Regions from separate parts of the Mus musculus genome. Here regions 1, 2, 3, 4 and 6 are each linked to region 5. Evidence: chromatin contacts called from public Hi-C, HiChIP or PLAC-seq and promoter capture Hi-C data. All regions are on one chromosome and are shown on one strand. The core of a region is the stretch at or near the end of the contact, and the rest is flanking DNA. Distances in the headings are between cores, read along the strand shown.

Region 1 (4,924 bases), core at 2,147-4,646, 610 kb after region 5:
CATACATCCTGAGCAGTTGGGGAAACCAAGCTTGTTTACAAAAGTGAAACACAAACAACAGCCCCCAGCATTCCAGGGAGTTATCTGTTCTTGGACAAGCGTGGCATACAGGTTCCAGGCATTTTTGTCTTATAGGTCTCTTAAGCACAACAGTTAAAGCTTAAAACATAACTTTAGTCCTCACATAATAATAACAGAAAAGGAAAAGCTATTTCATTTTTGAAACAGAGTCTCATGTAGCCTATGCTGGCCACAGACTCCCTTTGTGGCTTTTGCACTAACCATCTAACTAGGCTTCTTGATTGAATCTGACTTTCTCCTTCTGCTATGATAGGATCCATTCATCTGTCTTCTATTGTAATACATCTGGATGCCTGACTGTTCCCTTCACACTGGTCTCTGTAAATTTTATCTGTCAGTGCCAATGTGTTGCTGTTTCTCTCCAGATAACGTTTTCTTAAGGAGAGCACACATTTATCCAAAAGATCTAGGAATCTGACTCTTCAACCAAAATTTCAGTTATATACTGTGATTTTTAGTTGTTGTAATACATTAAATTTCAGAGGCAGTTTGTGACTCGAAAGATAATATTTATATGTCAGTATGTGCATTTCACATGATAAGCTGCTAATGGTGAGCAGAGTATTATAGCTTTCCCACATCTGTAAAATATATGTATTCTTGGCATTGAGATTATAGGAAGTTATACATGCACGTGTACATATATGCATATTTGGGCATGTGTGCATGTGTTTTGTCCATTTATGGCTTATTTGGTATTGAGTCTCATAAGTGAATAAGGATCTTTCTTAGTCAGGGTTGTACTGCTGTGAACAGACATCATGACTAAGACAACATTATAAGGATGATATTTAATTGGGGCTAGCTAACAGGTTGAGAGGTTCAGTCTATTATCATCAAGGCAGGCCGTCATGGTGCAGGAGGAGCTGAGAGTTTTACATCTTCACCTGAAGATGCTAGCAGACCTGGCTTCCAGGCAGCTAGGACTAGGGTATTAAAGCCCACACCCACAGTGTGGGGCACACCTATTCCAACAGGGCCATACCTTCTAATAGTGCCACTCCCTGGGCCAAGCATATCCAAACCATCATGGGAACCAACATTTCTTTTCCAGAGAGCCTAACCCTATCATCTCTTGAACTGAGCTAAAATAAGGAACAACACCCGGGTTTTCTCAAACAGTGGTCAAGTACCTATGAACACATTTTCTTTTCTTTCAAACATTAACATGATCAACTATATCAGTGGCTTCTCAATAGTAAGCCAACCTTACATTTCTACAATAAAATTTACCTTGCTATATATCACTCTATGTTTTAGTTAATGTTTATATGGGATTTTTCCATCAATACACACAATGGGGGTTGACTATCAATGTGTGTGTGAAGTACATGTTCTTTTTATTGATTTTGGCATCCATGTTATCTTCATAGAAAGAACTGTAAAATTTTCCATCATTTTGTGCTCTAGAAAAAAAGTAATAGCACTGCAATGAACCATTGTTTATTACATATGGAAATTCTTTTAGCTAGAGAAGGTGAGCTTTTTCATCAGTTGGGGTGGAGGTAAAGAGGGATTCAAAACAGGGGGAAGGATTATTTAGATCTTGTCTCTTTTCCAGCATCTATTTTAGTAAACAGTATTTTCTTGTAAAATCCATTTCATTTCTGGTTTGTCAAAGTTGTACAAAATCAGCTTCTTGTTAATTTATTGTTTTCTCTATATTTGATTTCCCTACTTTTAAAAGTGAGTTCCAGGACAGCCAGGGACATATATATATATATATATATATATATATATATATATATATATACACACACACACACATATATATATATATATATACACACACACACATATATACACACACACACACACACACACACACACACACACACACATATATATATATAATCAAGACCAGTGTGGTGGTGCACACATTCAGTCCTAGCCCTTGGGAGGCAGAGGCAGGCTCTCAAACTCTGTGAGTTAGAAGTCAGCCTGGTCTACATAGTGAGTTCCAGGACAGTCAGGGCTACATAGAGAGACCGTGTCTCAAAAAGAAAAAAAAAAAAAGTCATGTGAGATTTTTTTCCTCTTTATTTCTTGCTTATTTGGAGGCCATGTTCACTTTTTTGCTGTTTTAAATATATATCTTACATTCATTTTAAGTACAAGATGAAAACAATTTCTCCCCACGCCCAGAAAACAGTGTGTGGTTTTTTTTTTTTTTTTTTTTTTTTAATATGGAACTCTTCACACCTGAAACAGCGTAAAAGTAAACAACTAAATGAAAACCTGAGGAAATATTAACCTCTATAACTAGAGTTCTTATAACTCTGTAGGAAAAAAAGATATCCAGCCACACAAACAAAGCCAGTGGCAAGTACTCCCAGGGACGTTTTGAAACTATGTGATGACTCTACCGATAAAAGTCTAAACTTACTCAATATAAGATATCCTTCCTGAAGGAAGGAATTCATTTCTGGTGAACTCCAGAGGGATGGGTTCTCTTTTGCTGGCCAATGGGCCAGATAAGTAGGAACCTTCTCGAAAATACACAAGCAAGCCAATTTGTATCCAGACTTTCTAAAAGTTCGAATCTTTCAAGAAAACATCTTAGATTTTAAAGACAGGTGCAGGACTACTAGCCCAGACTGGTCTCGAACTTGGTCTGCAGGTTAGGATGGGCTTGAACTCCTGATGTTCCTGCTTCCACTTGTGTCCCCTTATTTCTAATTATTTTCTTAGTTCCTGGATTTATTTGTCCTTTGGTGTTAGTTTTCTGATTTCACTAATTTATTCCTCTTTACATTTGTTTTCCTTCTGCATTTATGTTTGTTTTTCATATCTTATTTATTTTGGTTTTTGAGGGACAGCCTCAACGTATTGCTCAGGCTGGCCTGGGACTCACTGTCTAGTCAATCCTGTCACTTACTACAATCCTTCTGCTTCAGCTTCTGGGATTGCAAATATGCGCCACTACGTCCCATTTAGTTTTTGCACTTATAACCCTTCGATTGGCTGTTTCACTTACTGTGTTTTTCTCCCCCATATGAGCTCTGCCTCAGCTGTATCAAATACCTACACATAGCTTTTACTGTGTCTTTGTTTCCTGCCACGCAGTTTCCACTGCCCCTTTTTCCTGATGTTTAGTGAGAAAGCTTGCATTTTGCTTGAGTGGTGGTTTGAGGGGCTGTGCATTTTCCTCTCATGCTCTGTGCTAAAAAAAAAAAAAAAGAAAAAAAAAAAAACCTGGCCCCGCCCCTCCAGATGGAGCCCAGCCCCTCACAGTTCACTCCCCACCCCCCAGGCACATGGTCCAATCAGCCAATCGGTACCTTGAAACACCCAGTTTTGTGATTGGCTCTTGCGGAGACGCCTACTTGCTCTTCGGAGCTACGGTGGCGGATCGGGGACAAGAAGCTTGCGCAGGGAGGGACGCTTTCAAGAATAAGCCAAGCAGCTTTTGGAATCCAGCAGAACAGCGCGGAGATGGCGGCGGCGGCGTTGTTGGCTGCGGTGGACAGGAACCAGTTGCGACGGGTCCCGATCCTGCTGCTGCAGCCGAGGTGACTCAGGGGTACTGCCGGTCCGTGCGCGGCCCGGATGCGAGGCGCTGGGTCACGTGAGAGCAGCCCTTTAAGTGCCTGTGTGTAGTTTTGGTAGGCGCTGTCCCACTTCAGTCTTTGGCTCTTCCTACAGACTCTGCCACCTTGGCTGGTTTCTGATCTGGGCACCCCGCACGGTGCTGCAACCGAAGATGGCATACGTAGCTAGAGGCTTGCACCAGGACCCCTTTCCCAAAGTCGCTTTCAGCTTAGCTCCCTCATTTTGAGTGCAGTTCAGAGAAGGATTTCTAGAGACCTTTCCCATTGCTGGGAAGAGTCAAATTAATGAGGGGTGAGTTTTGTCGAACGCTCTTGTTCACAAGTTTGAACAAAGCTGGCAGATGACTACCCCGGATCCTTTTGGAAACGAAGCTCCACGCTTTGACAACAGTGAAAACCCCAAGTCATGTAGATAGATTACTTCACCATAATCATCACCTCCTCGCATTCTGAAAAACGTACTGGCCCAAGGGCAAGAACTGCCTGCAGAAGGTTGGGTTCCCAGCTTACCTGTGACCTTGGTCGAGTTACCTAATATCCGTGCTTCAGTTTCTTCTGCTTGGAGGTGATGATACTTGTATCTAGCAGAGGTAATATAAAGACGATACTAACCCCCTCGTATGTCCAAATCAACACGTGGATAAAAATTTAAACACATCATGGTCCATTCAACAAACAGTGGTCGATGCCCTGGATTTTCGGTGAATACTAAAATGTAGGTCTTCACCCTATATTTTAAATAAGAAAGATGGTGAAAGTTGTATTAGTGCTGTTTTTCTTCCTGTGAATTTCCTTAGGTTCCCAAGAATACCACAGAGTCATTCTCCTCTCAAGGCTTAGTTATAGCTGTCATCCTGCTAATAGTTTTTAAAATTAAAACTCTTACCAGCATGAGAATTTTACCTTTTCTTTTTTCTTTCTTTTTACCAGCCATGATTCCTCTAATACCTCAGAGAAAAGAATTTGATTAGTCAGACTCTACCCATGAGAATAGCGGCTGTCTTAATTGGTGAATTATCTCCTGGCAGGCAATTTACTCGTCATGTTTAAATGTTTTGAGATGTAGCAAAAAGAGCTTTGAAAAATGGGATAGAGAAATCAGAACATTGTCAAGATAAAGGATTGCACTTAAGGAGTGTGTCTGACTGCCTGACTCAGTCTTCACTAGCTGAGAGGAAAAAAAAAAAAAAAAACATTTTAGGCTATCAGTGGTCCCAGGTTGGATACATGACAAAGCTGTGATTTCTTAGGCAGGACTGGAAAAGCCTTAAACCCTAACTTACCTGGAGAGG
Region 2 (4,322 bases), core at 1,595-4,094, 550 kb after region 5:
CAAGGGGAGCACTCAAGTCTCTACCCTGTCTTAGTACTCACGTTCCTGACTTCTCCACATTAGCAACGTTCCAAAATCTATTTGCTCCTCTCTGGCCCAAGGACAAGAGGTCCATGGGTCTCTCTCTATCCAAGAGACAAGTGACTTAAAGAATATGCTGCCATCCACCAGCACTCACTCCACTGCTGAGGCAGACTAACAGGGAGCATAGTTCCTGTTGGCCCTCTGAGCCTCTTAGAACAAGGCTGCTCACTCATGGAGGCTCAGACCACTCCTACTCCATCACCTTCACAGTCTTGCCTGTCACCTAGTCTGGGTCAAAGGGCTGTGTGGGAGAAAAGTGATGTCGATCCCAGTGGGCAAACTAGGCAAAACAGGCAACCTGGCAAATAACTGGTATTCAGACATACTTAAAAGGGTAAAGACTTCAGGAGTCCAGGCACAATGAGGCACACCTTTAATCCCAGCACTTGGAAGGCAGAGGCCAGTGGACTCCTGTGAGTTCAAGCCAGCCTGGTCTACATAGCACGCTCCATGCCAGCCAAGACTACACATCACGACCCAGTCTCAAAAACAACAACTCAAATACAATCTTCCAAAACAGAACAAAACCCAAAAACCTAAAACAAAAAATATCAGGGGGGGGGGGTGGATACTGGAGGCTAGAAGGAAAATATCCTCTAGTTAAAAGTGACAAAAACTGAATGAGGCGCCGTGTGGGTGAGGAGTGAAATAACAATTAGCATCTTTTAAGCTGATAAAGCAAAAGAACCTGTTATTCAGGTAATCCTACTGCAGAAGCCAATTATATAAGCCAGGGGCTGTAACTAAGTCTGCCAGTGCCACACAAGCCTCACCCATTCATCCTCCCACTTGCCCCTGGGACAGACTCGGGTCCAAGTAAGTGTATATGTCAGCCACTGGCATGGATAACTCGGCTACTCTCTACCCTCAGACGCTTAAGTACCACTGCCATTGTCCTAGTCAAGGCCCAGAAATGCTCCGAGAGCTGGTGTTTGCTCAATCCAGGAAGTAGCAGTGAAGTTAGAAGTGGTCAGATATGAATGTAACTTGAAGATAAACAAAGATTTACTTACTATAGGATTCAATGAGAACAAGACGAATCAAAGGTGTCACTGGAGAATGTATTGAAAAAGTTGAATCACAGAGTAGCCATTATCTATTGTAAACGGGCTGTTGGGAGAAGCAGAACTGGGTGGGATCCAGGAGAGGTTATCATATATGCTTATTAAAGATGCTTATTAGACATCTAAGAGGAGATATAGAGCAGAAAGGTAGACTAAGTCTGGAGTTAGGGGAAGAACTCAAGTTGAAAAAATAAATCTGAGTCGTAAGAATAGAGTTGTCATTTAAAGCTAGGGCACTGAATTAGGTCATCAAGGGGCTGACCATAATAAAAAGAGAGGCCCACAGGCTTAAACTTTAGAAAAATTCAGCATTGCTAGGTGTGGCATACAATTTCAATCTAGCTCTCATGAAGGAAGGCAGAGGCAGAAAGTCTCAGTGAGACTGTCTCAAAAGCAAGCAATCAATACACCTGCCACCTCCACATTAAAAAGAAGAAGAACAAAACAACACAAACAACAACGACACTGCCTCTGACTTCAACTGGGCTACCAGAGACACTGGCCAAGGTCTACAGGTTGAGAAACCAAGGAACTAACAAAAGAGATACAAAGAAAAGAATTTTTTTTTCAGAAACCTGAGGCCTAACATGCATTCAGAACAAACATTAAGTACATATCTGCATTAGTTACTAATGGTGGGTGGGGTAGGAATGGGAATGAGAAGTGAGCAATGTGGAGAAAACCACTGGCCACTGGGCCAAAGCCTGAGGGCACAGGTCCAAGATGCAGAATTATCCTTGAATAGTGAGAAAGCTGAGTTCTAATCACCAGGCCAGCCTTTGCTAGGGGTATACAGCTCACAACAGTATAGAAAGTAGATACCATCTGGAGGAGAGCTGACCACTGGGACTCTCACTAAATACAGAAATGGAAAACTGGCAGCAAAGCTCACGGGTGATGAAGGGTAGATTTAAAGACTGAAGGGGATACATGATGGCTGCGCTCTTCCTCCTGCCTTGGAAAAGCACAAGAATCCAAGTCCCTCGGCACCCTCTGCGCCAGAATGTGGGCAAAAGGGTCCCCACACTTCAAAGTTCTAGCTTTGAACGTTGCACCAGGGCAGCCACTCAGCCCAAGTGTTGACTTCTACTTTAATAAAGTCAGACAATACGAGACAAACTTCCAAGACAAGAAATAGCTGGATGGGCAACTCTGAGGACCGAGGCAAGAGGACCACGTATTCAAGGCATGCCTAGCTACAGAGCGAGTCCAAAGACAGCCTGGGCTACTACTGAATGAGACCCTGCCCCAAAACAAAAACCACTGTGACACGACTTAAGCCACATCGCCGAGCCCAGCCTCTCGGATGTTTGGCTTCTACGGGCTCGGATAACGTTCCATGCAACTCTGGCCAGAATGAAAGGTGGGAGCAGAGGACACGGGCAGTCCGGCCTCGCCTCCTACCTGCTCGATGTTGCCCAGGAAGAGCTCCTTGGCGAACGAGCAGCTCTGCAGGCTGGTGTGCAGCGGGCGGCGCCTCGCCGTGAATTCCCTCAGCACCCGGGAAGCTCGCGCCGCAGCCGCCGCCGCAGTCGCCCCACGCGAGAGCAGCACACAGCCAGACATGCTGCTCCTGACTTCAGACTTCAAGTCGCTGGAAGCCCCGCCGCTCCTCCCAATGACGCCAATCACCCGCGTCCGGGCATCCAAAGTCTCACCCTGCACCGCTGCAACCGGAAGCTAGCTCGCACTTCCTGATGACGCAAGGGCTGCGCCGCCTTGAGCGAGGCTATTGGACAGGTCGTTCCAGAATATGTTTAATAAATGTCTCCTACGCCAAGCATTGCTGTATGTAATGTCTGAGTATGTAATTTAGAAATTGTAGTTTTTTAAAATTCATCCGAACAGGCTAGGAAGTAAGTGTGTGTGTGTGTGTGTGTGTGTGTGTGTGTGTGTGTGTGTGTGTGTGTTCTTTCTTGTTATACTTTTGCCAGTAAGAAAACGAAAATACTCAAAAGTCAAGCTGCAAAACTACCACCCAGGCTCCCAAACACAGCTCTTGTGCCTGTGTGCTATTCTCAGCACATCCTCTAAAGAGCAGATTAGATTTCATCAAATAAACCTAGAAGTACAACTTTTGTTATTCTCATCTCACTTAATGTAGGACTTAGAATATTGCTAAATGGGTATAACAAAATGACAAGGGACCTATTTTACTAACCCACTTCTGCCTAATTCTCTTAAATATGTGAGTGGCGTGGTATCATTTTGTATGGGAGACTGCATGAAGCACTAAGAGCATGCTGTTTCCTCCTTTCTTGAATCTACCACTCCCTGTGTTGTGCACCCCCCTAGTCTGGCCCCTATTGGCCACAGTCTTCAGACACTTGCTTTCTTCACCACTCCCAGGGCAAGGCATTTCCCTTGGCTCGGTGACCTACCCTATGAAACTATAAACACCATGTTTGTTTGTTTGTTTCTTTTTATGATTTATTTATTTTATGTATGTGAGTATACCATTGCTGTCTACAGACACACCAGAAGAGGGCAATGAATCCCATTACAGATGGTTGTGAGCCACCATGTGGTTGCTGAGAATTGAACTCAAGGCCTCTGGAAGAGCAGTCAATGCTCTTAACCGCTGAGCCATCTTTCCAGCCCTTGTTTGTTTTTTTTAAAATGAATCTTATGTTGAGGAAGTAAGCCAAGGCAGGGCCTGGTCCAACTGGTCCAGCTCTCACATCAGGGTTTATTCATATGTCTGTTGTCTTTATTTCTAGGCAGGTTGTCCTGAGGGAACCAGTGTGGCATCAACTGTTACAAGATGACTCCTTCAGAAAATACATGCAGTTTTAACACCAATAGAAAGCATTTATGCCCCACTGGGGACTGCATAAGGAACTTCCCAAACTATGTAGCCCAGAGCCTCACTATTCTTTTCCTTTTATGCACAAAAAGCAAGTAAGAACAGTTAGCGAGAAGTGAAACTACAGAAGCCAAAAAGCAAGGTTAATATGTTTAGGGACTTTCCCAGGTCCTGGCACTATAAACTAGGTCTTTGATGAATTAGGTCTTTGTTCCTATTTTGGCAGGTTAGGGTTTTGGCAGATTGTTGTTGCCTATGTACTGAGTTCTAAGGTCAAAATGGTGTCTCTAAGATGGCATCAGTTGAGTCAGTGTCTCACAGGCTATTGAGGCCACCTTTTAGTCATGGGAGCCAAGGAACTACTTGCC
Region 3 (4,655 bases), core at 2,005-4,504, 810 kb before region 5:
AGCTCTCTAGCCCCAATTATTTAGTTACAAGATATACTGCCATACTTTGTTTTTCTCATGGGTTCTGGGGATTCAAACACAGGTCCTTTTACCCACTGAACTATCTCTCTAGCTCCCACACCTAGCTTTTTACATGGCTGATAGCTGAACTCTAGTCCTTAAAATCTTTACCTACTAAATCATTTCACTAGCCCATAAAATCAATTTCAATCAACCATCCACCCTTGCTCTATCACCTCATGGAGTTTTATAATCTAACAGGATGAATTATTAAATGAGTACAGAATAACTGTATAGTGACAAACTATAATTATACAATAATAGAATACTGAGGGACCTAGCAAAGCCTATTATGTGTAATCTGACCTAATTTGGAAGAATTAGAAACTGCTATTCAAAAAAGTACTGCTAACATTCAGGTATGGAGGAAGATGAAAAAATAACTAAATAGGAAGAGAATTTGTATTTCTCAACAGAAAAAAAAAACGCATACAGAAATGCTGAGGATAGACAGGAGCATGATGCATCCTTCAAAGACTAAGAAGGTTGCTTAAGGAAGGCCAAAACCATCTGTGGCAGCATCAAGATACTGGTCATAACCCTGACAGCAATGGAAGCCCATAGGGATTAATAGTAGGACCATGACAAATTTTTATTTTAAAAAACATGCTAACTATAAAGTAGAAAAAGAGTAAGAGAACAGGTTTCTGAAATTTGTAAGGATTAAAGCTTGCATTACTGGAAGAAGACAACGGCTTAGGAAGTTGATTAAGTGACTGAAATTAAGGGAAGAGGTAATGGACAATGCTATTAGGTGGGAGATGATGCTGTTTGAGTTGTTGAGAAGCAGCAGGAGTGCTAGGAAGAGGAACACAGAGACTATCTGGATGACATCAGCAACGGAACAGACACTGAGGAGAGAATGGGTGGCATTATGCCTGACTCCTAGGTTTCTGAATTTTGTAAGGATTAAAGCTTGCATTACTGGAAGAAGACAACAGCTTAGGAAGTTGATTAAGTGACTGAAATTAAGGGAAGAGGTAATGGACAATGCTATTCAAAATATAACGTACAAACTACTTGTTACTAGTTCATAGTAAGGTTAAGTACGAAAAAAATCACTTAGAAACTTTTACTGCAAGCAGACAAAAGTTTGTGTCTGTGAACCCAATAAATTTCATTATTCTGCTTTTTAAACTTTTTCTAATTACACTATCTTATTAAAGTGTCAATCTGTGACCTACTGAACATTTTTAACTTTGCTACATAAAATGTTTGAGAAATCATGACATAAAGCACAACTTAAGACTCAAAAATAGTATGCTGTACAAAAATAAAATCAAAATTGATGAGAATATAAATGGGAAACTTAGTTTTGGATATTCTTGCCTTAAAGAATATTTAGAGAAGAAAGAGGGTATCAGACTTAAACTTGAGAAACTTCAGTATTTCAGAATCAGATGGAATAGAGAAAATAACTGCCAATGCACATGGAGAAAAACTAGGAAAGTGTAACGGTAAATAAAATAAGTAGGAAGATGTTTTGAGGAAGAAAAGATTAACACTGGCAAAGGCTACAGAGTCAAAAGGCGAGTAATGAAAACCAGCCACTGGATTTGACAACACGGAGACTATCTGTGACCATTACAAAGCAGTGCCCAAGAGACCATGGCATGGAAATTGTGGTATGTGACTGACAAGCATGCAGAGAACACTCCATTTAGTGAGTAGACAATTAAAAGGTACAGAGAGAGGGGGGTGGCGGGAAGACACTGTGAAACCTTTCCAGTGGTGTAAGGCAGTAGAGAATTGACATGTGTAAATGACAGTGGGAAGGAACTACTTGAAAAGCTGTTGAATCTGCAGAACAGAACAAGCTGTATCCTGATTGCTAAGGCAGATTAAACACTGTGCTAATGCTAAGACAGTCTTGACAATCTTTCTGGACACACAAAAAAAACTATGTCCCTCGTCAGTCTGCTCCACTTTTCAGAACCACTACACATCATACAAGCTAAAAGGTTTACCAAGTAGCTCATTTTTCAGACGTGAAGTCTGTCCATTCACCAAGCCAACAAAACTCATCTCAGACAAACAGCTCCGGAATCAAAGAGACCTGTACTCCAACACGGACTCTGCCAGCCACTGGTGCCTGGGTACCTGATATGCGACTCCGTTAGCCTTTTCTGATCTGTGAGATGGGGACCTGACCTTTCCGTACTCATTTTGACCACAGTTTCTGTGAAAAACCAGAGGAGCGGCACACGTGACGGGATAACTTAGGACTAACACCAGGGTGCGACTAGTCAACAGCAGTAACTAAACGCTGCCGTTGTCCCTACAGCCAGAGCGCTGTTAGGCAGTACGCGTTCATCGTCACAAGTTAGCGTTTGAGCGCAGGCTAGGCTCACTAGGTAAGAACCGTTTTTGCCGGGCTGACTGGACAGTGAGTCTCCAAGGAGCCAAGGCCACCTCGAGGGTTGCTAGTCAAGGTCCCGTGGCGTACGCCATCGCCAGTGCTCCCGAAGTACGTATGAAAGAGGAAAAAGTAAAAAGGCAATCCTCAACTTTTTGCAAAGAGGGCCGGGCGGGCGCCTCGGGCCGGGCCGCCTGGCGGTCCGCGGGCTCCCGCGTCACGCCCACCTCCACACGCCGCGCTCCCCTCAGGCGCCTCAGCCCCGCGGCTGCCCGCGCTTTCCTCACCTTTCTCAAGGAAGTTGGTCACCACCAGCATCCCCGGCGCCGCCGGGCTCGGCTGGGCGAAAGGAGTCGAGGTCCCTGAGCGGGACGGAGCCGCAGAGAGCGAGGGCGAGGCGCCCTCCGCGCCCTCCTTCTGCCGCTTTCGGTTCTTCTTGGAAGACATGACCGCAGGCTGTCGGAGAAAAGCAGCCCCGAGCCGGCTCAACGTGCGCGGCACGGGGATCAAACTTCCGGGTCAGAGGTCAGCGGCGCGGCGCGCACGCCGTAATGCTCCGCGTAGAAGCGCCACCCACGAGGCGGAGGCGGAGAGCGAGGGTCTCGCAAGACACCGTTTCGGAAAGAAAGAAGGGCTAGGCGTAGGCACCGCCGTTGACGTTATGAACCCTTGAAAAGTGGACTTCGGCTGTTCCGCTGCTTTGCCTAGTCCCGAAGCGAATGTGGTTGGGCTTAAAGTAACAACAACAAAATCCGAAAGTTTCTCCTCTCTGTTCCAGACCCGTCGAGGACAGTCAGCTCCACTAAGCTCTACCAAATGGCAAGTCCAGCTCAAGCTTAGCGGGTGGAGACACGTTTCGAGAGTTTACGGTCGGCCCTCCTCCCAGCGAAAAGGGGCGGAGCGAGCTCCGGAAGAGGCCTGAGAGTGTTCGCCGCGAGATGGGGCGGGGCGATCGCCGGAAAGAGGTGAGGTTGCACGGGGTCACGAGAGTGGGGCGGGAAGGGGCGGGGCGTGCTCCCTGGAGGAGACAAGGCTACGTCAGGCGATGTGGGCGGGGCGGGAAGGGGCGGGGCGTGCGCCCAGGATGAGACCAGGCTACGTCTGGCGTGGTAGACCGGGCAGGGCTGGAAGGGGCGGGGCGTGCGACAGGGAAGAGATGCTACGTCAGGCGATGTGGGCGGGGCGGGAAGGGGAGAACGGAAAGGCTAGGTGCAGCCATGTGGTGGGTGAGGAGGACCCGCTACTGGTTCTCCACATTGCTTTACGCGGGCGGAGCCAGGCTCCGGCCGGGGCGGCGCACAGCCTCGGGCGGCCTGGAGACCCCGGGCTCCTGCGGGGCCGAGCTACAAGGCGAGCTGGACAGATTTGGGGGCGTCTCGGTGCACTTGTCGCGGCACCATACGTTGCACGGGCTGGATGCCGCCGCCTTCCGGAGGCTCTTGCAGGGCAAGTGCGGGTCTCGGGCCCCGGAAACCAGGGCGGAGCGTGTGGGCTCTGAGGTGAAAGCTGAAAGGACACCCAGCGGTCCTCTCGCTGTGACCTGGAAGTGCCCTCAGCCACGTCCCGGCCCGAACCCTGAATGCTTGCCCCTGAGACTGACACGGGATTCGCAGCGCCTAGCACGGTGTCGGCCACGCCTTTAACTCTTAGTAAACACTGACAGCCTCACTGTGTGCTACCTTGCAACCTTAGTTTTGCTGCTACTTGGATTCTGCCACATGCTTTGCCAAGCAAAACGGTTTCCTAACCGGGATGGGTGCCAGTGCTTGCATCTACCCACAGAGCTTTGCAGTTTTCAGTAGGAACACATCACTGGTACATCACTGGCTTTGAACGGTGAACCCAGTTATCTGAAAGGATGCTTGTGTGAAGGAGTCCCCCTCACTTTGGGATAAGTGTCTGATTTGTTAGAACAGCCTGTTTTTCAAACTGAAGGCATAGCATGGAAATTTAGCATGGAATGGAAAAGATCCTTTCACATAACCAGGAAACCACAAATGATCTTTATTCTGTGAGCAACAAACACGGCAAGTTAGCGACTCTAATGCTGTTTAATCTTCAAACAAGGCTATTTAACATCATCTCTCCTGCTTATAAGTGCTTAGACTTCAACACTTTCACCAGTAGGAGAATCGAATCAGTTCATCCTCTGATATGTGCACGTATATGGATGGGCACAGGCATTTGCCATACTTAGATAGTTTTTCCCAGTGGGAGATGATAATCTAAGCACCACTCC
Region 4 (4,422 bases), core at 843-3,342, 590 kb before region 5:
AAGATTTTTTTGTTTGTTTTGATATGGCATTGGCTTCATTTCCCACAAGGAGCAGAAGGAGATGGACTTCCCAACCGCAAGATGATGTGCACTTTGAGTTTTGCTTTTGTTCATGAAATCCATCTCGGCCCTTTACTGTCTGTTATTCTGTCCTTTGGACAGTCTTTCTGATCTTCATATTTCTGCCATCTTCTCCATTTCTCTGCAGTCAGACCCACCCATGTGTTCTGGGAAAGACTTGGCTCAAGAACAGATGAGCTTCCAGCTGTATTCCTTAGGAAACACAATAGTGGCAGTGACGTTTGGGGCTGTCAAGTAGATTTCTATGTTTCATGTGAACAAGAAGAGCTACATATAAACTACAGGTGACCTTAGCACTAAATACAACATCTGCTTCAGGCTAGTGACTGGGCAGTTGTTACAGCCTCACTGCCACTGCACCAGGTGAGACAGACACCACCCAACTTCCCTCCTACTGAGGCTTTAGACCTATACATCAAAGTTTCCAAACCTTGTCCTCTAAGAACCAAGTCGGTCATGTGATCCAGAGTGTTCTGGGTACCACCCAAGCCTTGATTCAGGGGCCTACCTGCCTTCCCCTCCCTGGGCCTCATGGCAGTTGGAGGCCAGCCAGCAGGTGACAGTGGCAATCTATGAAGCATCTCTAGTGGCTCGGAGGCCCCTTGCAATAAGAGAGAACTTGCCCAAATGTGATTTCGCTGTTGTAAATTCTGCCCCAATTATAGCCTGACTTCCTCCCTCTCAGGAAGCATTTCATAAGCATCGAGGCATTCTGTCTGATAAAGTCGTTCTTTGCCCACATGAAAGGACTCTGCTCTCTGTGGAGAAATCTCAAGCCTGCTGAAGAGCAGTTGTCTGGGGCGACGACCACAGCTTGTGTGTTTGGTTGGGCTACGGGTCCAAGAGCTGCCTTTCTTCCTAACTCTGTCACTTCATAAATCACAACAGGACTCTTGGGTTTCCAGAGCAAAATGTGGGGTAGAGAGCCCTGGGGTTCTGCTGGGGACCCCAGAAACCACAGGCTGCTTACAGAGCAAAGCCCCAGTGTATCTGAGCACCCAGCGCTCCTTGGACCTCATCTCAGAACAGGAAAGTGTTGACTGAAAATGTGTCTGGGGAAGGGTCGATCCTGCTCACTGACACAATCTGGTCCGTACCAGGTATCTATCACCGCCTTCAAACAAGGATATATTTGTAGTATCTGATTTATTTTCAGGGTTGTAGTTTTAGTAAAATTTTATTAAGAAGTAATACGGCATCCAAAAGCTAGTTTGCACTCAATAGTTACCTTCCTAGTTCTGATGTCTTTCTAGATTTTGAAGAATATTAATGCATTTGCACAAAACATTATTTTTCACTCCTGAAACTGGATCACTGACACGTTGCAGTATTTGTGCCCTCCAGGAGAGGTCTCCCCTGACAGTGACAGGCACTTGCTCCCAGGGAGAACCCAGTACACATGAGATGCTTTCCAACTTTGTATTTATGAGTCCAGTTACTTCGATAAACTGTGCTTGGAATACTATGCCCAAATCAGACGTTCTCCTCTTGCTCTCAGTGACGCGAATAACACAATCCCCTGTGTTTGTAGATTTCTCTTAGCAGAGGAGGAAACTTGAAAGAAGTGTCCCAAAGTCCCCTCCCAGCTTCTACTCCTTCAGAAATATTTCTGGTCTTCTTTTGTTCTTTCAAATGTCCCTTTGGACGAGATGTTCACTGAAGCGTTATGTGCCTCACTGGAGACTGATGTACATCGCTAACAACGACAGAACCTCCTTTGGGAGCGTCCAGGACGACTGGGCAAGGTAAACCGTTCCAGGAAGGCGCTCCTTTCCTGCGGGCTCCTGAGGTCTGTGCCATGTATCTTTGGTTACGCTGCTCAGATCTGATGAGGAGAGAAAGGGTCAGGGTGGGGCAGCAGCAGCTGCCGCCTCTCACAGGGCCACAAAGCAAAGAACAGGAAGCTCTGGCAGGGCAGGGTTCCCCACAAGCTCCTTGAAGGCTGGCAGCTCCTCTTTGGAGCCCGACTTCCCTTCATCGCTGTCTCCTTTACTTCCTCTTTCTACCAAAACACTAACGACATTTTACCACAAGGGGGCAGTGCAGGGGAAGAAACCAATCATCTGACTTGGTGCGTCCTTAGGGAAATTATTCTGTCAGGAGCTTGATCTTTTCTGTCCTCCTTCCTCCCTCCTTACAGATAATTCTATATTCAAGCCAGAGTTTCCATGAAGAAGTCGTCAGTCCCACAGCTTACCTAACAGGGTCCTGCGACATGCGTTCTGAAATAGGCTTGCATTTGATTAAGATTGATTGATTTGATTTGCCTCTTTTGGATACAAGACATAAAGCAATTATGATTATGAGGTATTTTTTAGAATTATCTGTTTCAGGCACTATTGTAAGGATATGCAGAGTAAGGAGGCCTCTGAATGTAAAATCCATTCTCTGTATACATATATATCATTTGACCAAGTCCCCCAGTTAGTGGGAGTTAGACCCCCTAAGTTGGCACAGCTGGGTGTTTCCTGAGGACTTTAGCTATAGGATATGGAGGTGACATTATGATCTCTAAGTGGCTGGCTTATGACAGGGGCTAGACTTTCGCACTGGTTGTAAATGTCTTATTGTTCCAATTGTGCTGGCAAAGAGAATACGTTATGACCACAGCTCAGCCATAAAAGCAAACTGTCACTATTACTTAGACCTTAAGGAGCACTACGGGGGCTCCCTGGGAATTTATAGAAAATGGATAAAATCAGGTTTGCAAGGCTATTTTTAGATAAGAAGGCGCCAGGAGCAACTAAGGATCTGGCCTTTGTTCTACCGAAAGAAGCCTGGATAGACTGACCAAGGACCTCACCAGGGAGGAATCCCCAGAAAAGCAACAGGAAATATTTGAAAGACACAGCAGGGTTGCTTGGATGCCCTAGTAGAGCAGGGTTTCCCTAGTATCTAATCCGCCATCAAAGATTCACTAAAACTGAAAGGAAAGGAAGTGCTTAGAATAGCAGAGGAGTCAGGGAAGGCCAGGTCTGCACAGTTTGCAGAAGGGAGGGAGCGTGCTTCAGCAGGCACTGAGGTTAGTCCTACGCTTATGTGCAGGACCATCCATAAGAGTACATCTCAGCCTGAGGAAAGGACAACACTGAGTACAGAGCTCAATCATCGCCCCCCCCTAGCATTCTGTGAGGAAGTGGATTTTGAGTGTAGCTGGTGTGATTGACAGCCACCGGGCCGTGTCTGGGTCTGGATCCTTTACTATATCACCGGCTCTGGGGATAGGGTGTGCACCCAGAACAAAGTAAAGAAAAGCAGGATTTAGCTCTGCCTCTGAGTGTTGAGTATAATTTGTATTTTTCCTCCCTGCTCATATGGCTCTTGCTCTGGGGCTGTGTCCTGGGTCCCTTCAGCCCAGCTCTACTGTGAGTTCCCAAGGGAGCCTGATATCAGTAGAATGAAGCCATTAGGCAGATAGATTGAGTTTTGCCACCAAAAACTTGGGAATAAGGAGATCCATATATAGTTTAATGGCAGGTTAGTTAGCATTGTATCTAAACTCCATCCCCACAGTTACCTGGCAACAGCCAGTTAGGCCTGACCTACTATAGAAGGGGCTGCTTGCCCCCCTCCTCCCTCTCTTACTCTTGCTTACTGCTTGCTTCTCTCTTGCCATCTTGGGCTCTTCCCTTCCCCCTCTCTCCACATGCCCATGGCCATGGCCAGCTTCTACTTCTTTACTCTCTCCCTCTCTCTGCCTTTCTCTGCCTCTACTACCCTCTTAACTCCCCTTCCCATGCCCTGAATAAACTCTATTCTATACTATACTATTGTGTGGCTGGTCCCTCATGGGGAAGGGATGCCTCAGTATGGGCCCACTGAGACATCCCACCTCAGTCACCACAAGAGATCCACGCTTGCTAGCCCAGAACTGGTAAGCCCCCATCCCTTCCCATCTGCATGGTCCCAGGGGAGAGTTCCTGAGCTCGGAGCTACCCCTGTGTTGTCCTTGAGGATGGAAGACATTCAGTTTTTCCCTGACCCTCGTTTTAGGACTTTTTCCCTTGGGTGAGATTTCCCTCTCCTTGTAGACAGTTTCTCGAAGCTGAGAAATTCCTGGGTTTGGATGAACTGGCTCAAGAGCACAGGCTCTGAGCGTTAGCCCCCAGCCATCACAAGTCGACCTGGTGGTCTGGCCTGTGCTAGAATCTCTCTTAGGTTGTTAATGTCCTCAGGACACTGGTAGGGGCAGCTAATAACCCTATTCTCTCGCCCAGGGGTCAGTATTTCTCTGCCTGGTCCCTACTTAATGGGATGTCTTGGTCTAAAACAATATCTCTACATCAACACTAAACTGGCACTTTCTTGCTAATGATCCATGTGGCAAACTTTCCCCTCCCC
Region 5 (5,042 bases), core at 859-3,358:
TTTTCAATTTGTATACTTTTATTTCTTTCTCTTCCTAATTACTCCACAGTCCAGTACTATACTAAGAGTGGCAAAAGGGGATGCTCTTAACTTTTTCCAGATCTTAGGAGAAATGCTTCCAGATTTCCCCCTTCACTTTGACATTCATTGGCTGTGGACTTTTATTATATAGACTTTATGATGACACATGGTTATTTATATATTTTATATGCATTGGTGTTTTGTATGCATGTTTGTCTGTGTGAGAGTGTCAGATCCCCTGGAACTGGAATTATAGACAGATGTAAGCTGCGATGTGGTTACCAGGAATTGAACCAAGATCCTCTGGAAGAGCAGCTAGTGTTCTTAACTATTGCTTCTCTCCAGCCCTGGCACACGTTCTTTATACAGTTAGATTTGCTCAAAGGTTTTTTTCACAAAAGCATGTTGAAATTTTATGTTTTGGGTTTTTTTTTTTTTGAGACAGGTTTTCTCCATGTTACCCAGGGCTTTTCATTAATGACCAACTTACCCAGACTTAGGGGTAGCTGGCCTCACAGGTGTGCTTGACAGCTCCTGGCTGGAATGATGTCTTCGTTGTGCTGTTGGAATCGTTGCTAGGTTGTTTGCTTGCTTGTTTTGAAATTTTTACTTCTTTGTTTCATCAGTGATCTTTGTTTAGACTTTTCATTGACTTTTTCCCTTCTTTCACCTTTTTTTCTTTCTATTTTTAAGTTTTAAAGAAAATAAGTCTATTTTTGCTCACAACTCTAGTTCATATCCGTTGGAAGGATTGCACCTGCTGATGCTCTTTTTGTTAGTAGCCTGAAGGTAGAACAAGACAAGTGGCAAGAGACTGTGTGTGAGATGTGCATGGGGGTGTGTGCATGGGTGTGTGTGTGTGTGTGTGTGTGTGTGTGTGTGTGTGTGTGTGTGTGTGTTTCTCTTGTGTCCTGTTTTGGTTTGGTATGAGGAAATGCTGGCCTACAAGAGTTTGAAAAAGCCCCATCCTTTCAATTTTAGGAAATAGTTTGGGAAGAATTGGTGCTTTTGTTTGAAGTCGCCTGTCCTGAACTTTCTTTTTAAGGTGACTTCTCATTACTTGCTATTGGTTTTTTTGTTTGTTTGTTTGGTTTGGTTTTGGTTTTGGTTTTTCGAGACAGGGTTTCTCTGTGTAGCCCTGACTGTCCTGGAACTCACTTTGTAGACCAGACTGGCCTCGAACTCAGAAATCCGCCTGCCTCTGCCTCCCGAGTTTACTCAGATTTTCTGTGTCGTTACTGTCTAGTTTCTCCGCTTATTCTATTGTTTCAAACTCATTTCTTAGGTATTATTATTATGTTTCGATTTGATTTGTTTGACTCAGAGTCTTGTACTGTGGCCCTGGGGGAGGGGAGTGTAGTTATAGAATGGGAGGAAGAGGATTGGCAAGATGGCTCAGCAGGTAATGGGCAGGTTGCCACCAAGCCCAACGATCCTCAGGGTGGAAAGAATGACTCCTGAAAGTTGTACTCAGACTTCGACATGACCTCCAAAACACACACACACACACACACACACACACACACACACACACACACACACACACACACTACATAAATACAGTTTATGGGGGGTTGTTGTTTTAGAATTTGCGTGCCAGGCTGGAAGGTGGCTCAGTGTTTTTAAGAGCACTTGCTGCTCTTGCACAGGACCCAAGATTAGGTTTCTTAACAAACACATGGGAGTCCCAAGGCCCTGGCCTCCTTAGAAGGCAACACGCATGTGATGCACATTAATACATCAGGCACTATTCATATACACACAAAACAAAAATAAATATTTGAGGGGAAAATTTGTATGACAAAGCCTAAAATGAAGAACCAGGAGTAGAACAAGGCACAAAATATTCGCTTCTCCAGAGTTTCATTCAGAGCTGAAGGAACATGCATGAGCGAAGCTCCAGCGAAGCTCCAAGCAGATCGCTGGCCCAGCGGCCCAGAGCTGGGAGGCAGAGAATGCGCCCCGGTTGCCTTGGAAACCGGCCAGCGTCTGAGGACCGTTCCCTCCGCCCCCCTTTCCTGGTGCAGCTCCCCGGGAGAGGGCGGGGCTTCACAGTGAGCTAAGATGGGTCACGTGTCGAGCCCGCGTTGCTGGGCGCCGCTGCCCTGACGCAGGCCGGCTCGTCAGTCTAGTGGTGGGCTCTCCGAGGGAAGGCTTCCACAGCGGGTCCCGCCTCTCCGTGCGGCCGCCATGGATCTGACGTTAAGCCGGGCAGACTACCTCCAGGTAAACCGATTGGCGGGCGCCCTCGTGGGTGGACGCGGGCCTGGGGAAGCCCCGGTCCCTCCAGGCCCGGGTCCTGGGGGTGTCCCAGCCGCTCCCAGTGGTCTCGACCGCCCTGTCACTCCCACTGGGCCTGACCACACCAGCCAGATTTCAATGAACCATCACAGCCCTAATGAACTGACTAAATCATCACAAAAATTTGCCACTAAGGTAGTTAGTGCAAATGAAGAATTAGGAGCCCAGAGAAGGTAAATACTTGGCCCCGTAGTAACAAATCATGCAGTTGCTGTTTGAATCAAAGCGCCGGACTCCAGAGCGGGCATCCCTGTGGTGCATGGCTTCTTATCCCTCCTACCCATCTCTTAAGAAGTTCTTCGTGGTATAAACATCCACTTAGTTCCCCAGGGCGTTGGGCCAGATAGTTCTCTTTAGTATTTTATGGAAGCTACACCCTGACAATATCTCTTGGATCTGTCCAATTAGTCACCATCTCTGTGATTCCCAGTTTGGGTTCTCATCTTTAGCTTGGATGGATAGGACCTACAATCTCCAAGTCCAACTTCCCCAAGCTATGGTTCAAAGCACTTGACAATGTTAAACTAAATGGATTGCTTAAAACTGTAGCAGCGTGCCTAAAAATTCAGAATAGTTATACATGCACCAAGCAGGTTTTCTCATGATTGGTTGTTTTTAAGTTCTGGTGACAGTCACCTTTGATGAACAAGTCATGCTGTTTTTCCTCGCTGTGCCTTTTGTAAATAGTCATGGTCAGTTTCACTGGAATCTTAGGATGTCAGCAGGTATGTTATTTCAGCGGAAGTCCCCTATTTCCCATCACTAATAGGAAGGGCTTCTGAAGATATTTTCTGAAGCTCCTTGCCAGTAATGTTACACGATTATATATATATTTTAAACGTTTTGGATTGTTTCCTGTATTCCGACCTTCTCTGACATATTTCATCAAAATGAAAGTTAACTGATAAGAATATACATTTCAGTGAGAAAAAAAAAAACCTAAAACTGAAAAAAACTAAAACTCCCATGATGTGGTCTGTTCTTCTTAAATTATCAATGTAAGAACTTCAAATTACAGCATGTCCGAAAGCATCCACTTTCGGATGTTCAAATTACAGCATGTAGAAAGCAACTAGCTGGCTGTTCTGTTTCCTTAGGTCGGAGTGACCTCTCAGAAAACTATGAAGTTGCTTCCTACCTCAAGACAAAGGGCTACACAAAAGGTGCTGTAGATGCTGCCTTCTCCGCCTTCTCCTGCCTCTCAAAGGGCAGGCTCACGTTGCCATCCTTACTGGTACCTTGGTGTGTAACAGGTGCTGACATTAAGATGGAAATGAACAAAGTTGGAATAGGAGCCAACGTTTACAGAAAGTAGTGTCCTCGGACATTGATATTACATACAAGTAGTAAGTTGTGTGAGGAAACTCGGTAAGGACCATACATCATGAGCTTCAGCTGCAGTTCAGTAGTAGGGACTTAGTTACCATGTTCAAGGCCCTGAGGTTAGTCCCTAGCACTGAAAAAACAAAACAAACACTCCATTTTTGGTAATAATTCACTCTGTGTACCATGGAAAACGAAGTGTAAAGTTCAACAGAACATTGATTTCTGTAAACTTTCTATTTTGTTGTTGTTTCTATTTTGTTTTTACTTATTTTATTTTTGAGACATGCTTTGATGTGGCTGAGGCTGGCCTCGAACTCTTGATCTTCCTACCTCAGCATCAGAAGTTCAGGGATTGTAGGCATGTGCAGTCATGCCTGGTTTAAATCTACCCTTACTGAGTTAGTGTTTTTAATGTTGAACTTTGTATTAGCTTGACATCTTATAGACAAAAACGAATTATTTTGTAGAGTAGTATGGTATTTTAATAGCTGTAAAGGAAATATATTATTTTGATATGTTTACATTTATCAAGATGAATTACAAGATTTTTTTCCTGATAAATGGACTTAAATACATTATTTGACCTTTGGCTGCATTTTTGAAGTGATTTACATAAGGTCAGTTCTTACAAATAAGGTATTTAAATATATGAGAGGAACCTGACATTTCAAGAATAATAAATCAAGATTATTGTTTATTATATTCTATATATAATAGCACTCTCCAAAAGTTTACTCATTTAAATTGCTGAGGATCCGAAAGAACTTATGTATGTAATATTAGTACTTACTATATGAAAATTAAATCTCAGAAATTCTTAAATCCATCATGTTTACATTAAGACTATATTTTTATTAAAATATCTAATATTTAGTAAATGTCTATTATTTTCAAAATAGGATAACTTAGAGATAATAGTGACATTATATTATATTTTTGCAAGTTCTTAAGCAAAGGTAGGTTTTCTCTGCTTTCAGTCAGTTGTGATGATTTTGTTTTGGTTGCAATACATAGGGAAAAACTCATTAAGTCAGTTTACATGGATATATAGTTGAAAATAGAGAAAGATCTTCAAGTAGCTTTTTCAGATAACTGTAGCTTTTGGTGCTATATTTAAATTTGATGGGGTTTCTTGGGTGTTCTTGTAGTGTGTCATCTGAAGGCACTGGTGAGCTTTTTACCATAACAATAAATTTAGACTCTGAATCCATGTGTTGCAGGTGGTTGTTGGAGATCAAGATGGGGTAGTGATATGCTTCGGCGTGAAGAAAGGAGAAGCTGTGGTGAGTGGAGCTCTTCTAGGGCGGCAGCTTTTCCAAAAGACAGATGCGCTACTTGCTGGGTACTCCGAAGTTAGAGTCTTCCTGAAATGTACAAGTGGAAAATATTTGTTA
Region 6 (4,478 bases), core at 293-2,792, 860 kb after region 5:
TAGGAATGATCACATAGAAAGATTTTATTCAAGCTAACAAAAAAGTACCTCACACTGAGAGACTGTCTTAACATACTGGGAAAGGCTTGAAAAAACAGCCTTAAAAACTATTTTCTCACCCAAAACATCAGATAAAAAGGTGTTAAATCTTTTGTTTACTTGACGCCTGAGAAGTCAAAAGCAGATCAGATTTGTAATAATTAACTTCCTTACTGTACTGGCTTGCCACAAGAAAGCAAGTGTGGATTAAATGACATCATTAGCTTGGATTCCCAATAAAGCTGGAATACTTCAATTTGCAACAGTTAGCTAAAAATAAAGACCTACCATTTGTATGAGGGAGTGGCAGGCGGTTCTAGTTTTATTTATAAGATTTCTTTATTTAAGAATGATGCTTACTGTAAAATAAACAGGAGACTGACTGAAATACATACTTTTTAGTTTTCACCTGAAAAACTGTTCTACCACAAGAAAAAAGAATGAAGATTTTGGTCTCAAAACAGGACATTTCTGTTTCTCTAAGATTTATCACTGCCTTGAAACCTCGTAGAAAAAAAATACTGCAATTGGTACAATTTCAAAATTAAACAGCATATAGATTAGCATTCCTAGAACTGAAGTGATGTCTGCCTTAACTGTCATTGTCGCCTTGGCGTTGTTATTTTCTGGGCTGCAAGTGCCAAGGGACATGAGAGATTTTCGTCTGTGAATGATTTCTGAGAAAGGTGACGCTTTTTAGACACTTAAGTCACTCTAGGGTTTTCTTTTTCTTTTTCCAGGTAATACAGTAATGTTCAAAAGTTAAACCACTGGCTCCTAACCCGTGCGTTCTAACCGCCTTGAGGGGTGGGTGACACACAAGAGATGCACAGAGAAGTTGCACCGGTCTGCGGTGAAGACCTTTCCGGCGCGCCTTCCTCCTAGGCCCAGGGCGAGCTTCCGCCGGGAGGCCGAGGAGGACCCAGACCTCCTCCGGAGCCCGCACGAGCCTAGTTCGGAGTCCGGGGGAGCCGCCTGACCCGCGCCCCGCGCCGCTACCTCCGCCACCTCGGGGCCCGCGCGGCTCGCGACCCTCAGCGGCCGCAAGCTGCAGTGCATCCCCGCGCTGTGCGGAGCCCGGGCCGAGAGAGAGCCGCGCGCCCCCGCCGCGGCCTAGCCCTCGCCGCCCCGCCGCGCCACCCAGCCCTCACTTACCAGCTGCTGCCGGACCCAGCGCCACATGCCCCCGCCGTCGCCGACGCCGTCGTGGCCCGCCGGACGCGGGACCGAGCGGCAGCAGGTGGAAGAGGACTCCGAGTGTGACCGGAGCAGGCGAGCCCCTCGGGCTTAAGTTCTGCTCTCTGCTGTCCCCGCTTTTCTACCCGAGTCGGGTCCCCATCCCGCCACCCCGGCCCGGAGGTCCTACAGGCGCGGCCTGGCTGCCAACCGCGCCCGGCGCAGCACTACTCCCCGCTGAGCCGCCGCCACCTTCATCTCTGACCGTTGTCACCCGAAGCACCGCCGCCCCCACGGCGCCGCCCCGCCCTCGCCCGCCATGGGCCCGCCCCCACGGCGCCGCCCCGCCCTCGCCCTCCATGGTCCCGCCCCCAAGCCCTGTGCCCCTCCCTCACCTGCTCTGGACCCGCCCGCTTCTTTACCTCTCGGAGGCCCACCCTTCCGTGTTTCCGCGCGGGTTTGCCCGCCCCTTTCCGGGGCGGTTTGTCGCGAAAACGTGAGCGCTGTCAGGCTCGCCGGCTCTGTGGGCCTTTTTCGAGTTTTTGTATCTTGGCCGGCTAGGCTGTAGCAACTCCTCGAAGAGGAGTTGGCTCTGCCCTGTCACAGATCTTCCCCCTCCCCCACCAACCCCCCCCCCCATCCACCCCAACATTCGGATCCACACCAGCAAATGTATGTGACCAAAAGGTCTGTGCCCAGACCATTAAATTATCAAAGACTTACATTTGGAGAGGGAGATGATTATGATCAAACTAAATTGTACAAAATTCTTATAGACTTGGTAAAAAAAATTTTTTTAATTGTCAAAGGCATTTAATTGCTTCACACATAACTCAGCGAGTAACCAAAGTGGACTAATATTGGGGAAAGTTTGAGATTTCTCTGTGAGAGTCCAGCCTGCACCTCAATTTCTGGAGCTATTGCTGAGTTCCTATCCTGATGAATTAAGCTGGAAAGGCTAAGGGGAGAGACTTTCCTCGGAAAGCTAATTGCTAAGCATGCAATGAAAACTACCTCCAAAGTAGCGTGACCTCTCTAACAAGGGTGTGGATAACTTTTAAGAAGGCCCATACAAGCAACTGGAACAAGTTTATACTGTCTAAAAGCAGCCACCTGTTCGTCTTCGTCGTACTCTCTTTTTCCTGAATTAAAACACGTCACCATCAGACATTTGTAATTTGAAAAGTAACATTCTGCAAAAACCTAAATCTAAGCTACGGTGATTAGACAAATCTGTCTTTTGGTTTCAGTAGTCATGTCTTAGTTAATCCAGCATTGCAATTAGAGTCTTTCAGTTATCTATGGCCTATAAAATCTGCAATGGAGCCCTTTAATCCCTTTTTAATCCCTGCACTCGGGAGACACAGGCAGGCAGATTTCTGAGTTCGAGACCGGCCTGGTCTACAAAGTGAGTTCCAGGACAGCCAGGGCTATACAGTGAAACCCTGTCTCGGGGGGGGGGGGGGGGGACCTGCAATAATTTTTTTTTAATATTATAAATTACCCAAATTTAGGACAGATATTTAAAAAGAAAAAGGAACCTTCGTTTTGCTCTTATGCCCGACCCTTACTCTGTGACACCAGCATAAAGTTACTGGAATGCTTTTAGAGAAAACAAAATGTTACTTCCGTTCTAAGGCAGTGTCCCAGAACCCACTGCGTCAAGCTCTACCCGATACTCTAATTGGGTCTCTGAAGTACGTATTATCCCGATTGTGCAGATGGAGAAGCTCAAGTTAAATAATTCGGCAAAACTGTGATTTGGATTATGGATAATCGGACAGTAGAACCTGTGTTCTTAAGCTATATTCCTAAACAAACTTACTTCTCACATCTCGTTTCTCAGTGACTTGGTTACAAAGTAGGCCTGGAAATGTTTTATTTATATGCCACCAAAATTTGTCAAGAAAACCTGTAAAACAGCAACCTAGAGGATGCATTACATATCATTGAACTGGCTTCCAAATTTCTAAAGGTGGAAGTGGACAGGGGGTGGGGAATTAGGAAGGAGTTGATTCGAGGTGTTATGAGGCAATGTGGCAAAAAGCAGCTCAAATATGTGAAGACCATATGAAAGTCCAAACTGTCAGGAACAAAAATAGCAACAGGGCAGTGTTTTGCTCCAAACATTTTCTACCAGAACCATAGCATGGCCGAGCATTTTTATACTATAGTTGTAATTCTTTAGTGGTGGTAAAATCTTCTCCATGTATAATAATCAGGGTTTTTTTTTTAATTAAATTTATTTCTTGGAGGTAGGAGTATGTGCCATGTGGGTGTATAGAGGTCAGAGGGATCAATTCTCTGAAATCTTGATTTCAGTTGTATGTGTATGCTATTGGGAACAAACAAAAGAAACTTGCCCTAAGTACTGACATTTTGTTTTTAACCTCCATTTAACCATAGGGGGAAACTAAGTTCAAGGTCCCAGGCCCTAGGGGAGCTGGGGACTTCCCAATAGCTGAATGCCTTCTGTTGTAAAGAGACACTTGTCTGGGTCCAGCCATCTCAAGGACAACTTTCCCAACTTGCTGGCAGGGTTAAACTAAGTTCACGTTCCCAGGCCCAGGAACCAATTCCTGTCCTGATTGATGGGAAAATGTAACAATTACTTGTCACAGAAGTTGTGGTTTTCGAGCTTAAATGATCTGAGATATTCTGGCTCTTTGTTGCAGTTGGATTTAAGTGGACCCCATGAAAACACCTTCACATAATATAAAAGGAATTACACCCTGTTGCTTGTGATTGGGAAGGCTTAGGGAGAGAGAAGAGAAAACTCATGATTTAAGAAGGCAGGTACCAGGTATAAAAAAAAAAAAAAAGTTTGGAGGTAGTAGCAGTTCATTTATTCCACAACTATTTCTTCAGCATCAAATGATTGTGTGAAGACTGCCTAAAATTAGGAAAGGGCACAAAACCCACTTTAGAGTGGCCTCCTCTGTCCTGGCTGCAGCTTATAATCTAGTTGGAAAGAGCAGTCACAGAGGGGAGGTGAGCCAGCCAAGTAACCGTTAAATCCTAAAGTATTCTACTGATGATCATTGGTAATTTCAGAAACTTGACGTGAACAACAGTAGTTGGGGAAAGCGCCAGGAGAAAGGCTATCAAAGTCATTTCTCTTTATCTCTGATTCTAGGCAAATCCTTTAGCACTGGACCACATCTGAATTCAAACTGAGTTTGAAATGAGAGGTTAAAGAAGGGGTAGACTTTGCAACCGGATGAGCTAGCTGCAGGGGCAAATGTTTGGGTGAAGAAAGCTTT

The links. Promoter capture Hi-C pulls out the DNA fragments that hold promoters and counts their contacts. Hi-C and Micro-C count contacts between places; a contact is called where the count stands out from the background. HiChIP or PLAC-seq counts read pairs in DNA pulled down with a chosen protein or histone mark.
Region 1: a Hi-C map of muscle stem cells shows a contact between it and region 5, with 2.0 times the contacts expected there. The contact joins the promoter of Mccc1 here to the promoter of Bbs7 in region 5. A contact is called at or near these places in 1 of 39 promoter capture datasets (liver), 1 of 484 Hi-C or Micro-C datasets (muscle stem cells) and 1 of 9 other capture datasets (adipose tissue).
Region 2: a promoter capture Hi-C map of hippocampal neurons shows a contact between it and region 5, with 3 times the contacts expected there. The contact joins the promoter of Acad9 here to the promoter of Bbs7 in region 5. A contact is called at or near these places in 1 of 39 promoter capture datasets (hippocampal neurons) and 1 of 9 other capture datasets (pancreatic islet).
Region 3: a contact with region 5 is called in a promoter capture Hi-C map of embryonic stem cells, with 3 times the contacts expected there. The contact joins the promoter of Spata5 here to the promoter of Bbs7 in region 5. A contact is called at or near these places in 7 of 39 promoter capture datasets (cranial neural crest, embryonic stem cells, frontonasal cranial neural crest and 3 more), 4 of 484 Hi-C or Micro-C datasets (CD8 T cells, Sertoli cells, embryonic stem cells and 1 more) and 9 of 115 datasets of contacts at active chromatin or transcription factors (astrocytes, embryonic stem cells, epiblast stem cells and 4 more).
Region 4: a contact with region 5 is called in an H3K4me3 HiChIP or PLAC-seq map of neural progenitor cells, with 15 times the contacts expected there. The contact joins the enhancer-like site here to the promoter of Bbs7 in region 5. A contact is called at or near these places in 10 of 39 promoter capture datasets (the C10 cell line, the HPC-7 cell line, cranial neural crest and 6 more), 4 of 484 Hi-C or Micro-C datasets (the BV-2 cell line, the MNK3 cell line, forebrain neurons and 1 more) and 15 of 115 datasets of contacts at active chromatin or transcription factors (the NIH/3T3 cell line, SST interneurons, T-cell acute lymphoblastic leukemia and 9 more).
Region 6: a promoter capture Hi-C map of liver shows a contact between it and region 5, with 2.7 times the contacts expected there. The contact joins the promoter of Atp11b here to the promoter of Bbs7 in region 5. A contact is called at or near these places in 2 of 39 promoter capture datasets (both in liver), 1 of 484 Hi-C or Micro-C datasets (rod photoreceptor) and 1 of 115 datasets of contacts at active chromatin or transcription factors (astrocytes).

Annotation. Positions count from the first base shown.
Region 1 is chr3:35,999,150-36,004,073 of GRCm38.p6, reverse strand. Mccc1 (methylcrotonoyl-Coenzyme A carboxylase 1 (alpha)) reads left to right here and starts at 3,396. Exons shown (of 19, transcript NM_023644.4): 1 at 3,396-3,593. The coding sequence starts at 3,517. It overlaps Mccc1os (methylcrotonoyl-Coenzyme A carboxylase 1 (alpha), opposite strand), which reads right to left and starts at 4,161. Exons shown (of 3, transcript NR_029456.1): 1 at 3,363-4,161.
Region 2 is chr3:36,064,501-36,068,822 of GRCm38.p6, reverse strand. It overlaps Acad9 (acyl-Coenzyme A dehydrogenase family, member 9), which reads right to left and starts at 2,844. Exons shown (of 18, transcript NM_172678.4): 1 at 2,553-2,844. The coding sequence starts at 2,714.
Region 3 is chr3:37,418,549-37,423,203 of GRCm38.p6, reverse strand. Spata5 (spermatogenesis associated 5) reads right to left here and starts at 3,254. Exons shown (of 16, transcript NM_001163511.2): 1 at 2,704-3,254. The coding sequence starts at 2,863. Nudt6 (nudix (nucleoside diphosphate linked moiety X)-type motif 6) reads left to right here and starts at 3,608. Exons shown (of 5, transcript NM_001291044.1): 1 at 3,608-3,862. The coding sequence starts at 3,634.
Region 4 is chr3:37,201,806-37,206,227 of GRCm38.p6, reverse strand. No RefSeq gene overlaps it. Among named protein-coding and RNA genes, the nearest start is that of Gm36168, 20 kb to the left of the region's middle. Within about 2 kb of position 2,092, at least 204 of the 459 cell types and tissues checked have an H3K27ac peak or open chromatin away from gene starts, as enhancers often do. A contact at or near this core is called in the HPC-7 cell line, the MNK3 cell line, embryonic forebrain and 3 more, where this site is marked.
Region 5 is chr3:36,610,455-36,615,496 of GRCm38.p6, reverse strand. Bbs7 (Bardet-Biedl syndrome 7 (human)) reads left to right here and starts at 2,108. Exons shown (of 19, transcript NM_027810.3): 1 at 2,108-2,247; 2 at 3,420-3,485; 3 at 4,869-4,931. The coding sequence starts at 2,212.
Region 6 is chr3:35,751,127-35,755,604 of GRCm38.p6, reverse strand. It overlaps Atp11b (ATPase, class VI, type 11B), which reads right to left and starts at 1,542. Exons shown (of 30, transcript NM_029570.4): 1 at 1,195-1,542. The coding sequence starts at 1,221.